Regions from separate parts of the Hordeum vulgare genome. Here region 1 is linked to region 2. Evidence: chromatin contacts called from public Hi-C data. All regions are on one chromosome and are shown on one strand. The core of a region is the stretch at or near the end of the contact, and the rest is flanking DNA. Distances in the headings are between cores, read along the strand shown.

Region 1 (3,482 bases), core at 70-2,569, 390 kb before region 2:
TGTCAACATCAGGAAGATCTGTGAGATTCTCAGAATCAATATATTCAATATCTACAACTCCAGCCTCGCATCCATTGGTCACATCAGGACATGCCGGTACAGCATTTCCTTCCTTCTTGACACACTTGTTCCCGTTTAACACAGGCTTAGAACTGCAGGGTTCCACAGAACTGCCTTTGCTTTTCCCTAGCAAAACTGATTGAGCAGCGTTGAGATCTTGCAATGCACTATCGGACATGTTCACGGTCTGCATTGATTGCCAGAAACAGATATAAGAAGAAAACAAAGAAACTGCTGCCTCTCCTAGCAGTTACATGGAAAAATTGTGGAGCATCTCCGATAAATGCATGGAGGCGTTTTTCATAAATGTACGTTGCAGGCAGTACTAAGTCATTCAACCGAACAACGATATAACAATGAAACTATCCTAAGCAACAAAAAATAGTGCAAGTTAGATGGTTTTAACTAAATTAACTTCACCAAAGCTATACGACCACAAAAGACTCCCACAAAATATGAAAATCAATTCCACTACACTCTGGGCACAGGGTAATATCTGATCTCCTTAATCTAAATTCCTCTGTAAACAAACACTTCATTTCTGTTGGGCAATCATGCGAGGAAATACTTACTAGGTACCAATAACTACTTAAGAACCCAAACCACACGTAAACTAGCTAGAAGCACCGCCACACAGGAATTCACCATGAACTAGATCAGCGACGTGGTAGAGTCAACTCAACAACCAAAGCATCACCGAGCGTAGTAGTAGTAGGTGCGCCGGATTTCACCGACCCTATTTCCGGATGACTACCACAATCCCACCCATGACCTAATATTCATCAGCCTACCACACCGAAACCTCGAGTTCGCACCGAATTCCCAACGATGGACAGATCTCCAAGTCCACCGCTGCTCCCAGCAGCGGCACGAGTGGGTCAAGGCAGCACTAAACACCCCCCGCATTTCATCCACGCTTACCGACTTCGGCGAGATCTAGCCCAGGAAACACCTAGAAATCACTGGGACAGGAAAACGGATCCCGCCGCAGGGGAAGCGGGCAGGGAGGCCAGATCCGAGGAGCAAATGCTGCTGCGGGGAGGGATCGCGAGGGAGGGGTCGGGGGAGGGCTACCTTGGAGGGGAGCGCAGCGGGAGGGAGGGAGGGAGGGGACGACGGCGACGCGGCCGGCAGTGGAAGGCACCAGTTCGCTCTCGCTGCGGCGCGGGGTGGAGTGGGGAGGGGGAATCGGTTGATTGGTTCTTCCCTTTCCTTCCTGCCTGCTGCTGCCGTCCTGGACTGGCCTGGAATGAGGCTGAGGGCTGAGGCTGAGCGAGCGGGCCGTCAAGTTATACTGTCCTGGTCCTCGTGTCGCCTGTGCTGCTTGCTGCTGTGGCGTTTTGGTCTCTTGGACTTGGTCTCCCGAAATTGCATCCAGGGACCTCGGGATGTCGGGTATTGAAAGGGCGCTTAATTTTGGGCGAGGGTTTGTGCTTCCGCATGATTCGCTCGATGTTTGATTTCGATTTGCAGGACTCTGAAAACGCTAGAATTGAAAAGGGAAACATTTATAGACTTCGGTTGGACGCGCATTGTGCGTTCGATCGCATTCATCTTGTGACCGTGCGTCCGGCGTGACTAATCATCTCGGTGTGTCATCAATCATTTTTTTTTCTCATGACAGAACTTTTCCTGTGGTTCTCTTCTTCCTCTAGTTCTTTTCTTCTCTTTCCTGTGTAGGGATACGTTGCAAGCTCACGCGTCATGATAGAACCAATGACGTGTCAAGGAGGATGAGACAAGCGTAAGAATGTGCGGTTGGGAACTCGCAACTAGATTCTGGCGGCTGTTGCAACCACGGGCGGCTCGTGGTGCTAGACCGGGGTCCGGTGATGCTGGAACCAGCAGCCATGGATGCTACAACCAAGAGAGATGGGCACCGATGCTTCAACCAGACATGGAAAAAAGTTTCAACCGGCCTAGGAAAAGTTGCAACCGATGGTGGAAAAAGCTTCAAGAAGCATGGTGGAAAATCTTCAACCCCCATGGAAAAGCTTCAACCGTGAAAAAAAGCTTCAACTCGCATAGGAAAAGCATCAACCAGCGGTGAGAAAAGCTTCAACCAGCATAGAAAAAGCTTCAACCGGCGGTGAGAAAAGCTTCAACCGGGATAGAAAAATCTTGAACCGACATAGAAAAAACTTCAACCGGTGGTGAGAAAGGCTTCAACCCGATTCGGGAAGGAAGCTTCACTTATGGTACAAGTTTCGACCGGTAGTTGAAAAAGCTTCAACCAGCGGTGAAAAGCTTCAATCGACTTTGGGGGAAAAGTTTCAACTCTGCACTTGCCAACGGTGTGAGCGGCGACGTCGTGGGTTGCGGCAGGCAGCACGGCGGTGCTACAAAGGCGGCAACTAGGATGCTGCAACGGGAGAGAGACGTGGATGAAGGGGGGCGAGATGTAATCCAGTGTCGCGATTCAACAACGGCACCCTCGTTGATGGGGTCACCTACTAGTGATAGGGTCATGGACGGGATATGTACGGCCCAACTAGGGCCCCACACGGGCATTAAAGTTTCACGACTACAAATGTATTCACATGCGTACACCGAATCCACTCGGACCCATGGAGTCACTCGGACATCTTCCAACCAGTCGTCCAGTCACCAGCACTGGACAGAGAAAAGGCATGGACGACGTGGAAGCTACAACGACCGAGGGACTTAACACCATACATGAAGTGGAGTCAAGACTAACGTTACAAGTGACGTTTGTTGTTAGGGATGCAACTTCTAGTAAAGCATGTAGTTACTCACATTGGATGCCCTTGTAATGACACACGGCGGGTCCTGGCGAACTCTATTTAAGCCACCCCGAGCTACTAGACAAGGGTTCAGCAATCTGTGTAATCATACACCCCAAGATAAAACATAAGCCTCCGGGCACGAGATGTAGGGTCTTTACCTCTCCGAGAGGGGCCCGAACTCGCTAAATCCGAGTGAGACACATGTGTCGTAGCTAGGCTCCGCCCCTCATTCGTACCCCTATTACTCATTGTCACGATCGTTCTCACGACAATTGGCGCCCACAGTGGGGCTACGCGTCTAGCGATTTCTGGCGCGTGTGAAGTTTTACGAGTCATCATGATGACCCTCGACGGAGAGATTCTGTTTGGTTCCCTCGGCTTCATCGCCGACGACTCGGCGTGGCTGCGGGAAGCTCCGCTGGACACAGATGTGTTACTCACCCGCGGCACGGTGCATTTCCGTGTGACTATGTTCGAAGTCCTTCTCCGGCAGTCGTCGGTCTCGTACCGCTTGGCACCCCTTCGCTATGTTGGACATCATTGCAAGCGCTCCGGGCACTCACGGCTCCAGCGTTGGATCAAGAATGCCGTGGATCTCTAGACCATAGCCGAGCAGGTGGCCACGCTCGACTCTGACGATACCATCCTCAACTTATTCCCCTCCTCGTGTGATGG
Region 2 (3,250 bases), core at 389-2,888:
GACAATATCATCCTTGATGAAAACCCAATTTTTGTGCAAAAAACTCGCAGGAAAACCATCTGGACCCGGTGATTTTAACGACCCCATTTGAAAAAGAGCATCACTTATTTCTTGTTCCGTAAAAGGTTTGCACACATCCTCGTTCATATTATCAGTCACAAGGGGTTTAACAAGCAGAATAATAAGGGACGGATCAACCAAATCATCACATGAATAAAGTTGTTTAAAGTATGAGGTGATACCTTTCATCTCTTCCAAAATTTGAAAAACCAAAAGTGACTATATGGAATATCCATGTGTACCATTGCTAGCTCTATCCACCTTGTTGTTGTCGACAACACCTTCCCCTTGTCGAAGATAGTACCATCTAGATCCTCCTCATGGATCCCTAGTTTTGCCATGAGCTTTGCCGTCTCGTCCACCTTTGCAGCACCATGAGCTTCATGCGCAACCACCATAGTGAAACCCTAACTTGAGAGTGAGACCATCGGGTGTTGTTGCATGCCCTAGAATATCGATGTCCCCACAACAGAGCACCAAGACCCGAATCAACCTGACTTCCCGTCGTGGGAAGGTGCGTCGACGATAGGGAAAGAGACTCCACAACAGAGTGATCGCCCTGGGAGAAGCGAGACCCTAGCCAGACCGGAAAAAATGTAGGAGAGTTGATTAGATTTCTTTTGAGTCATGACAAGAGCTTAGTTTTTTTAGAAACATCTCTAACTTTATTCATACTCATAACAATTACAGGTACACTGATTTGGACCTAAGATCAAAGGAGATACAAAGTAACTCCTATGACCAAGAATTACAATGAAATCCCTTGAATACACCTTCTTCACGACATCAATTTATGCTCTAAAAAATACTCCAAAGATTTCGGTAAAGAGTCCACAATTGAATTGGAGCAACAATGTTGTCACTCTTTCACCACACAAACATTATCAATAATGGTTTTAAAAGCGTCTTCGGTCGTCCATCAGAAAAAAGAGGATCGTATCTCGACCACGGATGATCCCCTAGAAGTGCAGGCCATGGAATCACTATATCTTCACGATGATGTCAATAAAAAATTCCACCTACACAAAGAATCACACGAACAAAAAAAAAAAGCTTGACACATCAGCGTAAACTCATCAGATCAGAATAATCAGACCTGCGAGGACAAAAAACCTCTATAACCTCATGGTACCGTCAAAAGAATGAGAGATATTTTATTCTCATAAAAATATGACGATCACTAGACGTTACGGAAGAACATATAGGTCTTGAGGATCCAAGGTCCTCCCACCTCTCAGCGACAAGATGACAAGTGCATGCGAGGGGACCTAAATTTCTCAGATGGCGGCGGCGGCACGAGAACCCTCCTCTAACTAGACGTACTATTATCTCGAGAGGAGTTTAGATATATATATTTTTAGAAGGAGAGGAGTTTAGATATGGAAAGTAACCTGTGCAAGGCTTGTTTAGATATGGAATGTTACAATACAATTGGGCCACCTGCTAGTTATCGTAGCCCAGCCCAAATCAGGACCTCTCTCATCATCTTCCGCACAACAAGGCCTGTTTAGCCCAACCACGACCTCGAAAACCCTAATCCTCACGACGGACGGTCAGAGCAGCCCGTGCCCACCCCACCCCGCATCCAACGCTCCGTAAGCTTCCCTTCTTATCGAACTAGCCCTTATAAAGGCGCCGCCTGGCTTCGGAACCGCTTCTCCCCCGCCTCCGTCTGCCCCTCGCCGTTGCCCCGCTGACCTCAACCAGCCGCCGGCGAAATGGTTCGCTCCTTGTCCTTTCTCACCCGTCTGTTTCATGCAAAGTCTCGCTTCGTAAATTGGAGTGGCGATGTTTCGTGATGCTTTCTTGGGGCATCCATGGGCTACTTCATTTGGATCTTCGCCGCTGCGGTTCGAGCCACTGATTATCGTGTCTTGATCCGAATCTTGCAGGCTCCTAAGCGAGGCGGCAAGGCGCCTGTCCCGGCGAAGAAGAAAACGGTGCGCATCCGCTCATTGAATCCTGTTCGCCTCCGTTCGATTCGTTCCGTTCTTAGCGCCGTTCGCTGATACGTTGGTTGGTAGTACAGGAAAAGGTGACCAATCCGCTGTTCGAGAAGAGGCCGAAGCAATTTGGCATCGGCGGCGCCCTCCCGCCCAAGAAGGACCTCCACCGCTTCGTTAAGTGGCCCAAGGTTGTGCGCATCCAGCGCCAGCGCCGCATCCTCAAGCAGCGCCTCAAGGTGCCCCCGGCACTTCACCAGTTCACCCGCACCCTCGACAAGAACCTTGGTATACATACAACCTAGCTGTTTATGATGTGTTTTTCTGTTTTCTCCATGCCAAGATCGTACTGATGAAGTAGGAACTAGGGTAGCTACTAGACACAATCATTTGCGCAACATACTCAAATCATAGATAATGTTCTTGCTGTTGTTCTATAGTATTCTCTCATTTGCGTATGTTGTGCACATGGCCACCTACTTAAGTAGTCTCACCTATTTAGTCACTAGCTGTATGTTAACTGATATTCGTTTAGGCCTTGGTAGCACCTCCAAGCTTTTCTAGCGACATTCGAGGCGTGGAATGGTAGTGGTAGACTTGCGACCCTTCTGATGTCAATCCGTTCAAACTGTTTAATGCATGTTTATATCTTTTGATGAATAATCTTTGCTAGTGTTTTTTGCAAGTTGTTATGTCAGTTGACATCAGAAATATGTGTAGAGCCACCACAGGCGGTGTGATCAGTATTGAATCCAATACTTAAGAAGTATGTGCAAGGAGAGGTCTGTCCGTCGGGTTCTGGATGCAATGTGTTAGACTTGGAGTGGGGTTTGAAGGGTCAATCCAATTGAGTCTCTGGGCTAAAGAAAATATATGTATTCCCTTGGTCCCAAATTTCTTGTCTTAGCTTTGTCTAGAAATGGATGTATCTAAATACTAAAACTTGACTAGATACATTCATATTTTAACAAATCTAAGACAAAATGTGTTTGGGACGGAGGGAGTAGTTGGCTTAATTTTATATATTGCAGTACTATCTTGGTTTTATTTTATTTGGGAGGGTGTACCCTGCAAGCCAAGTTTGCCTTGGTCAGGATTGAACTAATCAAACGAAGACTTGTAAAATGTTTCTACCAATCCCAGCTAGTTCCCTAAAATTTAGAAACCCTTTGCCGTTGCACTCTATTAAGGGGTGATATTGTATGTCATTATTACCTTTAGTGGTCAAATCTTCTTGCAACTTTTGA

What was found. A called contact is a pair of places that touch in the nucleus more often than the background predicts.
Region 1: a contact with region 2 is called in a Hi-C map of leaf, with 6 times the contacts expected there. The contact joins the promoter of LOC123407688 here to the promoter of LOC123407569 in region 2. A contact is called at or near these places in 4 of 6 Hi-C or Micro-C datasets (leaf and seedling) and 1 of 1 datasets of contacts at active chromatin or transcription factors (embryo).

The regions. Positions count from the first base shown.
Region 1 is chr7H:210,169,190-210,172,671 of MorexV3_pseudomolecules_assembly, reverse strand. It overlaps LOC123407688, which reads right to left and starts at 1,319. Exons shown (of 6, transcript XM_045100876.1): 1 at 1,135-1,319; 2 at 1-247. The coding sequence starts at 238.
Region 2 is chr7H:209,775,030-209,778,279 of MorexV3_pseudomolecules_assembly, reverse strand. It overlaps LOC123407569 (60S ribosomal protein L7a-2), which reads left to right and starts at 1,638. Exons shown (of 7, transcript XM_045100732.1): 1 at 1,638-1,781; 2 at 1,953-2,000; 3 at 2,090-2,291. The coding sequence starts at 1,779.